3 separate regions of the Sus scrofa genome follow, and regions 2 and 3 are each linked to region 1. A link is a contact called in public promoter capture Hi-C and targeted proximity ligation data. All regions are on one chromosome and are shown on one strand. The core of a region is the stretch at or near the end of the contact, and the rest is flanking DNA. Distances in the headings are between cores, read along the strand shown. Region 1 has its middle 170 kb from the start of DYRK2. Region 2 holds the start of DYRK2 (dual specificity tyrosine-phosphorylation-regulated kinase 2). Region 3 has its middle 22 kb from the start of DYRK2.

Evidence for each region. Promoter capture Hi-C pulls out the DNA fragments that hold promoters and counts their contacts.
Region 2: a contact with region 1 is called in a promoter capture Hi-C map of liver, with 5 times the contacts expected there. A contact is called at or near these places in 1 of 5 promoter capture datasets (liver), 8 of 47 Hi-C or Micro-C datasets (brain, fetal heart ventricle, fetal skeletal muscle and 2 more) and 1 of 2 datasets of targeted methods (skeletal muscle).
Region 3: a targeted proximity ligation map of skeletal muscle shows a contact between it and region 1. A contact is called at or near these places in 1 of 47 Hi-C or Micro-C datasets (fetal heart ventricle) and 1 of 2 datasets of targeted methods (skeletal muscle).

What each region holds. Positions count from the first base shown.
Region 1 is chr5:31,871,444-31,874,613 of Sscrofa11.1, forward strand. No RefSeq gene overlaps it. Among named protein-coding and RNA genes, the nearest start is that of DYRK2, 170 kb to the right of the region's middle.
Region 2 is chr5:32,046,104-32,049,273 of Sscrofa11.1, forward strand. It overlaps DYRK2 (dual specificity tyrosine-phosphorylation-regulated kinase 2), which reads left to right and starts at 1,511. Exons shown (of 3, transcript XM_021091961.1): 1 at 1,511-1,976; 2 at 2,588-2,736. The coding sequence starts at 1,928.
Region 3 is chr5:32,023,701-32,026,870 of Sscrofa11.1, forward strand. No RefSeq gene overlaps it. Among named protein-coding and RNA genes, the nearest start is that of DYRK2, 22 kb to the right of the region's middle.

The sequences.
Region 1 (3,170 bases), core at 303-2,802:
CCCAGAATAACCTATGGAGTAGAACTGATATTTTTATTATCATTTTTTTTCAGATGCTATGGCTGAACACAGAGGAGAGAAGCGACTTGTAATTTATGCTGCTGGTACATAGTGGAGTCTTGGTCTCTGAATTCAGATAGGTGGGGAGGGTGGGGGGTGTGTGAGGGATGGAAGTAGAGGTTTTTTGTTCTCAAAGCCCAGCTGCCTGTTCATTGTTTTCTGCTGAATCCAAGTCATTCGTACATGCATTCTGCCTTCCTTGTTCTAATTCTTGTCTCCAGAAGGAGCGAATTCTATTCTTTCATTCACCAGCTAGTCCTCCCTGAATGTCTTGGAGGAGGTAAGACAAGCAACAGAGAGAAAAGGGGATATGAATGGAGGCCAGGGATCCAGCAGGAAGTACTGGCCCTTGGGACCAGCCCAGGGGGCTGCTTGGGTGGGAGGTGAGGCTGCACAGGGAGGGAGGAGAGACAGGAGGGTGAGGAGCCTCCTGAAATACACCTGCCCCCCCACCCTCCACCCGCGCCCCGCCCCGACTGTCAATACTGGGTTGGTGCCTCTTTCTGACTTTGGGCCAGACATGGATCACTGTGATAAGTGTACTTTCATGTCATATGCTCATTAGAATATCACAAAAATGAGCGCACAAGTGTAGGTGACTATGAGAAGTCAATCTAGTCCTGTTTATATTTTCCCTTTTATTTTGAATGTTTTGCTTGATTTCCTTTCATTTTGAAGTTGCTTGTCGGATATCGCAGAGATTACATTTGCCTGATGATCTCAGCCAGAAAGCGATCACGGAAGCACCATTCATCAGGGACACCAAGCATTTGCTCTTAGGAGCACGCTGTTTGCAGAGGGCAAAGCCAAGAGCCGCCTAAGCGCGGAGAAATGCAGAACTGGTTTCTTTGACTAGAAGGACGAGTGGAGAGAGCGCCCTCTTGTGGAACTTGACTCATTGTCTAATCTGCCTGGCAACGGGCTATCTTTTGCAGCTCTTTAAGCCAATGGCTATTTTCTTTCCGTGAATTTGAGGATATTCTTAGAAGATTCTGAGTAAAATTCCCGGCGTCATTTAATATCCACCAAGAATTGATGATTTCAGATCAATGTGCAATGCAAAAGACAGCATTACCTATTTATTTTAGAGCACCAGATTAACTGTGAATTGTCTTTCAAGCTGGTGTGTTAGATAATTATATTTCAGTGCAAAGCCTTACAAAATAGGGTTTTGCAATTAGTTTTTAAAAACTACCTTTCCCACCTGGGTAGGAATTAAGCAAAGCCCAGGCAGTTTGGAGCTATTTTTAGTCCTGATTAATTATTAGGCCAAGATAATTCCAAGTTCAGCTGCTTATTCCGAGGAGACCTGACAGCTGGACTCTCAGGACAGCCTGGGGTCAGAGCGGACATTGTAACACAATGGTGCCCTCCCCACCTCTGGGGAGAGTGTGGGGGTGGCACTTTCGATGACACTGGTATCAGCTTTGCCAGCCTGGAGTTAGTGAGCGGAGGAGAAACTGCTGATTCAGGGGCCTGCAGACATGGCTGTTCTTGCTGCAGTGAAAATAGGTCACTAATGACATGTGGCAATAAGCCAAAAAAAGGCGGCCAGGAGCTCTGAAACGGCTGCTGGTGGCAAGATCCATTTTGCTAGGACTTCAGAAAGCAAGCAATGTGCTTGAATTGGTTTAGAACTACGGCAGGGTTGCAGAACTCACATGCCCGGATGGTGATCTCTCCTCCTTGCCTTGACTTTCTTAAACATTCAAGTTTTTATTGTTTCAGTTTATCCCATTTCCATTCTCACGCACTGAAATAACTCTGGGGCTCCTGCTTCTTAGCTGAACAGCCAAGCTGCTATGATTCTTTTTTTTTTTTTTTTTTCCTCCAAGGGTAGAGAGCAGGATGGAGAGAGAGAGGACATGATCTCTTTGATTCCTTATATGCTGACACTGAAATGATTCTGGGCAGTCTAGTCCATGCCACGCCCATCTTCGTGAAACCATCCATCTCTGTGATTTTAAGGAGAAGTGTCTGGTGGGGCCATTACATGATAAAATAGTATTTCACTTCATATTGGAATGGACTGATGTTTCCTGTGACTCCAAGTAGTTCCCTAAGCAGAAGAGGGGCATTGTGGAGAGGAAGGCAGGGCCCAGATTCCTGGCTCTGCCTCCTAAGTTTTGATTTCATAGATCAGGAAGAGGGGCCCAAGATTGTACAGTTGTAAGCCTGCAGGTGACTACATTTCAAGAAGGTCCACAGTGGCTTCATCACTGCCCTCACCTAAGAGATTTCCATGTCCTAGAGCTTCTTCCACTAGACTGTGAGCAGCAAAGGAGTAGGGACCACATCTCTTCATCTTTGAGTCTCCAGACTCCAGAGTCATGCCCAATACAACTACTAGTTAAATGGTTGTTGAATGAATGAATGAATCCTATTGGCTGATCTGCTTAAAACAGAAGTGGGTTTTCTAAAGGCTTGGGATTATCTTAAAAGGGATATTGGTTGCACTGAACGTAAATGATGGATTGTAAATCACTGGAATTAATATTAAAAACACAATGGAAGAAGGAGAAATCAGACAGTGTCCTCTTCCCAGGCCTTTCCAGGTTGAAGAAGAAGAGCTGGATTCGGGGAAGAGGCTGAGCAGAGGAAAGGTGGGCCCATGACATTTCACAAGTGTTTTACCCATAATTTGAAGTCTGGGGCAGAGTATTAAGCAGGTGATCTGGAGGCTCCCCTCTGGAGCTCCCCTCTTCCTCCCATGCATTGAACCTCACAGGGCAGAGTAGGAAATGGTCCTTAGGTCAGAGAGGGTTTTCAGTGCAGTTTGTGTCTTGGAGACTGCAAATAAGTGTGTAATGCCTGGAGATCAGCTCCTGGGACCCTCCAATCTGTGTGTTTGTTCATTTAGATGGGAACAGAGGGGAAAATAGAGTTTGAGTCGGGTTTATTGGAACCCATCCCCCCATTCCCGTGCTCCAGCTGCACCGGCCTGTCCTCTCCTCATACCCTACCTCACACTCTATCAACACCATTGCACTGGGGGTTTTATAGCATAGATGACTCTGCTTCTGCCTTCTAACCAGCCCAGATCCGGATAACTTGAACTTATCATTTATGACTTCATTTAGCAGTCACCTCTTACAGGAAGTTTCTTAGCA
Region 2 (3,170 bases), core at 261-2,760, 170 kb after region 1:
GGAGAAGGCAGCAAGAGGATTTTTTAGAGGGACATGTCAAGAGGCACAATTCTTCTCTTTGCCGCCTATTCCCTCTGCAAATACACCCTATACTTGTTCCCCCTGATAGAGCTTTGCAGACTCTGAGAGGGTCACACTGTAACTTTGAAACATTCATTTGGGGGCATTTGTATAAAGCTGAGTGTGATCTTGCTGGGAGGTTGTTATGACAATTTGCAAACAGTAGAGGCGATGGGACTCCGCAGGAGGTGGCCCGGTTGTGATTTGAGTCTATACTAGCTTCTGCCTGCACACTTGGTCCAGCCAGGGGCCCTAGGATACATAAGACAGATGATAATGGACCCAGGTCCCCAGAACTTCAGAAATCTGGCACCTCTCAAAAAGCGCAAGGCAAGGAGTGTTGCAGCTCCGTCATCAGGGATTGCCTGACCTCCTCTACCCCTTTTGAAGTGACAAAAACCTGTGACCTTTGGATAAAGGCGCGTGTCATGTATGACAGAGGCGGGTTCGAGATGCGCAAGCAGTTTTTCAGTCTGCAAGGGTAAGAGGCTGTATATGGCAAATGAAGAGGACGGGGAAATTCTCTGCGTGTCTTGTCTGGGAAGAGGAAAAAGACTTGGATGTAAAGAATTAAAGGTGTCTCTCAGGAAGGTGTGTCTCTCCCATGGGCAACGCAGGGGAAAGACTCTGAGTAGTGAGGAAATGGGAGGTGTCTCTGATGTTTATTTTTGCCTAGCAACCCACAGCCAACTGCTTCCCCGGCAGCCGTCCACACGCGCCTCTCAACCTCCCCTTGTCCTAGCGACTGGAGAGCGGTCACTCGGTGTCAGTAAATCGGGGAGGGAGTGTGTGTGGTAGAGGTGGAGGTGGGAGGTGCAGCCCTCTCCTCGGCCCACTTTCGGGGTCACCAGGCTAAGGCAAGGCCCTCCATCGGGCTGGGTTTACCTTACCGAGGTGACCCTCGCACAATTAAGTTATGTACATGATGACTTGTGGGAAGGGGGTGGTTAAGCCACTGGGACCGGGAAGGCGGGGGTGGGGGGGCAGTATTGTTTGTGAGCGGCCTTTTAAGTTAGGAAAGCTGAAAATGCATGTGTTTGGGGGCGCTCTCGGAAGGGGAGGGCAGGGTCTCTGCAGCGATTTCGGTGGGAGGGAAGCAGCGGTAGGTTGCGCTGTAGGGAAGGCGGGGTGCAGCCGGGGCGGGCGAGGCCGAGGAGGAGTAGGGAGGGGAGGGGAGTAGGTTGTTAGCTGGGGAGCCGAAGGGAGAGGTGCAGATGGCCGGAGGGAAGCTGAGGGCGAGCAAGTGGAGGCGGCAGAGTTTTCCAGCGCGTGGAGGGGTGGCTATGCAGATGATTGGGTGGCAGGGAGGGACTCCGGTGGGTGGCTGGGTGGGGGAGGGGTGTGCGCGAGAGTGTGTGGCGCGGCTGGGGGGAGTCCGGGGGCGGGGCCTGCTTGGCAGCGGAGGGAGCGGGGGCGGGGCTGCCCTCCCCGGCCGCGCGGCGCGCGGGCGCCTGGCGAGTGTGCGCGGGGGCGCGCGTGCGCGGCCCGGGAGGAGGCTCCCGAGCGAGTCGGCCGAGGCGGCGCAGCCCGCTCCCCCGCGCCCTATGTGAGGGAATCGGGGAGGCCCGCGGCGCGCCGGGGAGGGCGAGGCATGTGCACGGGCCGGGGGGTGCTGCGGCCGCCCGAGGAAGAGGAGGACGGCGGCGGCGGCGAGGAGAGTGGAGGGCTCGCGGCGGCGGGCCCGGGCGGAGGGGATGCAGTGGACTGTGTGTGTCTGGCTGTAGCTGACGCGAGGCGGCGAGGAGGCGCCGGAGATCTGCGAGAAGGGCGACCGGGAGGCGGCGGCGGTGGCGGCCGCGAGAAGTAGCAGCAGGACGGGCGGCGGCGGAGACGGCAGCCCTGAGATGCATTTTCCTCTCCAGCGGCCATGTTAACCAGGAAACCTTCGGCCGCCGCTCCCGCCGCCTACCCGACCGGTAAGGAGGCCCGGGCCCCGCGCCGCCCTGGGCTCCCGCCCCCGTGGCCCCAGCCGGCCCCCGGGCCGGCCCTCGTGGCGCGGGAGCCTGCTGCCAACGGGACCTCGAACAAAGTCTGCGCCGCGGCGGGGCGGCTGCAGGGATCCTGGGGCGGACGGCGCGCCCTCGCCTCGGCTGGGCTCATTGTTGCACGCGGGCCCCCGAGGCTCCCCCGAGCGGGCCGGCAGGGGCCGTCCGGGGCCTCCCCACCCGGGGCTCGGCGAGGCGGTGGCGGCGCCCAGGCTGGCGGTGCAGCCCCTGTCCCCGCCTGCAGCTGCCAGCAACGTGTGCCGCCGGCCTCGCCCCTGCCGGGCTCCCCTGAGGGGTCACGAACTCGCCTGCGCGCGGGGGCCCGACTTAACTTTGCAGCAGCCTGAGCCCCGCCCGCGGGGGCGCGCCGGGGATCCGCGTCCCCGGCCTGCCAACGCTCCCCGACCGCCCGCGTTTACTGTCCCGGCTCTGCCCGGGGGAGAGCGGGCTCCGCAGCCCAGAGGGGTGGGGCGGGGCCACGGGGTCCGGGTGACTTTCTTCCCCTTGACCCTCTTTTGTCTCCTCCCGCGCGTGGCTGCCAGGCCGAGGAGGGGACAGCGCCGTTCGTCAGCTTCAGGCTTCCCCGGGGCTCGGTGCAGGGGCCCCCCGGAGCGGAGTGGGGACCGGCCCGCCCTCCCCCATCGCCCTGCCGCCTCTCCGGGCCAGCAACGCTGCCGCCGCAGCCCACACGGTGAGATCCAGCCCGCGGGCAGCGCGAGGAGACGGGGCGGGAGGGGTCCGGGGCACGAACCCTCGGACTTGGGGGATCCTGCGGCCGGGAGAGGATATAGAGGTCGAAATGCGAGTGTCTCCACGCCCCTGGCCAGTGGCGTCTCCGGGACGCCGCCCTCTGGAACTTGGGCGAGCCCAAAGCTGCAGCCACAAAGGAAGATTCGTGGCGTGGGCCCCTCACTTCCCCTCCGAAGCCCGCCCACCCCTGCCCTTCTTTTCCTCGGCACTTCCTCCTAACTGCTTTCCTTCTCTCTTCTCCCTTTTTTTTCCGTCCCTGCTTCCCAGCGCTCCTTTTCCTGACCCGGTAAACACCCCCCCACCACCACCGCCACCACGTTGGGTAGTGGGTATTTATAGAAGCATATGTGTTAGGGGACAGCCAGGCCGTCCTGC
Region 3 (3,170 bases), core at 246-2,745, 150 kb after region 1:
AGGTGCAATGAACTTGTACTATAGGGCTTACAGACCTCATCCCATCCTACCTTCACAGTGACTCTGAAAGACAGGTTATTAGACCTTCTATGCAGATGTCATTAATAGTAGCCCTAACCATCTTCACTTGTAAAAAGATGTAAAAGCCTTTTTTTTTTTTTTTTTTTGTCTTTTTGCCATTTCTAGGGCCACTCCCTCAGCATATGGAGGTTCCCAGGCTAGGGGTCGAATCAGAGCTGTAGCCGCCGGCCTACACCAGAGCCACAGCAATGCCAGATTCAAGCCGCATCTGCAACCTACACCACAGTTCACGGCAATACCGGATCCTTAACCCACTGAGCAAGGCCAGGGATTGAACCCGCAACCTCATGGTTTCTAGTTGGATTCGCTAAACACTGAGCCACGACGGGAACTTCAAAAGCCAATTATTTTTTAATTGTAGATCATTTTAGAGACAAAGATAAAACCCGTGTTAGTTTAGGCACGGCTGACATATGGAAAAGTATGGAATTTTAAACCAGAAAACCTGCTTTAAAGTCCTGCATTTGCCATTAACAAGTTGTGTAACTTTGAGCAAGGCATCTTACTTTAAGCCTCAGTTCTTATCTGCTATAAAAAGGAAGATATTAATAACTTAACCTGACACCCAGAGCTTTCAGATGAAGTAGCTAGTCCAGTTTATTTGGGGTCATGATTCATCACAGGTACCCAGCGGAAGAGGCCAGGAAGGGCGAGGTAGATTGTCAATCCTCAAAGAAACCCGGGGCTTGGCTCACAATTTTGCTCACGGGCCAGCTCTTCCTCATAAATATCTTTACTCACACACATCACTGTGGCTCTTTATCCAACTTTAACTGCCAGATTTCTATAAAACTGTCATAAATTACAAGATTAAAACATTGAAAGGCTTATGTTTTTGGTATTAGGTTCTCTTAAGATATATATCACTTATATATAAATAATAGAAAAATGACTGTATCCCCGGATTAGCTGGAGAAAGTATCAGGTAAACACAAGCTGAATACCCATGAAAGGAAATCAAAGCCATTCATTCAGTAGGCTAACTCGATTCCACGGAATATCTCAACTCCTAACCAAATAAAAAATAGACCAAAACAGAGGAAATCACCAAAAAAGACATGTTGCAAGATGGTCATCTAGTTGGGAGACACTTTCCCGGTACAGACGACTTAATGTTTGATGAAATTTAGAAGTAATATTGAGACGAGTCCTCCAGTCCTAAAAGTTTAAGGTTTAAAGCTCAAATCTTCTCTGACACCTTTTCTGCGTGGCTAAATAGAGAAGTTTTTCGGGAGTATTTCCATAAGAGTTTCCCATGTCAAGCTGCTCTCCATGGGAGATCAAGGTGGCCACAGTGACATAAAGCTGCCCCCTTGAACACAAGACCTGGCCATTCTAAAAGGCAGTTTAGAATGTGAGCATGTAACTAAGCAGGTGCAATCCCATATCAGCTGGAGCTGCAGATCTGAGGCTTAACTGAGGCTGAAGGATCTGCTTCCAGCCTCACCCACAGGGCGGCTGGCTCATACACAACTAGGTTCATTATGGACTGACTCACAAGAAACTTAGGAAGGCAAGTGATTGCCAGGCTAAGTAATTTAGCAGAAAAACATTTCCCCACTTCCCTATCCTCCCTCTTACTTTTGGGTGTTATATAGTGACAGCACTGTGTCTTTTTATGAGTTAGGAGTGCTCTGAAGTGCAAAGTGTCTGCTAGAGCTGGGGTGGAACTCATGCTATGGCCTTCACTGCTTGAATGGAGGAGCCTAAACATCTGTGTGACCTTTGGTAAGATAGCCTACAGTCCACCCCCAACTAAACTGAAGACCAGGAAAACAGTAACACATTTGTATCACAAACAGTAACAAGTTTGTATCAAGGGTTCCAACTTCTGGGAGAGGGAGTTCCAGTAAAATAGTTTAAAGCACCAAAAGGGGGAAGCACGGTGAGAACCCAGCTTTGGAGGAAAGAACTGCTCCCTTGGATGAACTGGTGAGCACTTCAGGAATTGCCTTTCTGGAGAACTGAGCATAGCTCCTAGACGTGCTGGAGTGGCTTTGTTTCAGGAGACTATTCTGCAGTCGCACCATTATAGTCACCAGGATTTGAATCTAGAGGGAAAATACACTTTTGTCTGAACAGTGATTTGAATACGCACATGCTTAGCTTGTTTTTGAGGGAGACCAACTGGGGCCACCAAGGTGTAGAAAATGCAGCCAACAATGCAATGAGGACTCAAGAGGAGGAAAAGGTCTAACTAAGTTTTTGAACACAACTGCTTCACAATGGAATGGCCTCTAGAAAGGCTGATTTTCCAAAGTTTCAAGAGCAAAGACTTAATTTTTTTAAAAAAGACATGTATTTTTAGAAGAACCAATACCCATTTTTTACTAGTAACAAGATTAAATGTCTTGCCTTTGAAAAACTAACAAGCCTCCTTCACCAAAAAGAGAGCCAGTGATTTCTTTGTTTATATCAAGTCTGACACTAAGGTGGGATATCACTGGACGAAACTAGCAGAAGCATGAAACACCAGACGTGAAAACAGCGATGTTCTTTTACCTGGAATATCTATGTCCAGGATTTTGAACAAGTTCTTCACGACTTGCAAATCTGCATCAGTTTTCTTCGACACATCCTAGTACAGGGATACTTGTAGGTACATAGAGTTTAGATTCTTATACAAACATTCCTTTTCCTTGTTGATTTTACATGAAATATATATACATTTTTTGTCTTTTTAGGGCCGCACCCATGGCATATGGGGGTTCCCAGGCTAGGGGTCTAATCGGAGCTACAGCTGCCAGCCTACGCCACAGCCATAGCAACTTGGGATCTGAGCCTCGTCTGCAACCTACACCACAGTTCATGGAAATGCCAGATCCTTACTAACCCACTGAGTGAGGCCAGGGATCAAACCCATGTCTTCATGGATGCTAGTCGGGTTCGTTAACCACCGAGCCACGACGGGAACTCCTGATTTTTACGTGAAATATTTATCCTGTGCATCTATGGCAATACTTCTAAGGTTTGGCCTATCTTAAGAATCTCTATAAAGTCAGTTTCTTTAATAATTTGGTAAATGTTAAGATACCCTATAGTTAGCATCAAATAGACTGCTACTAATTCATTTTATTCAGACTGATAGC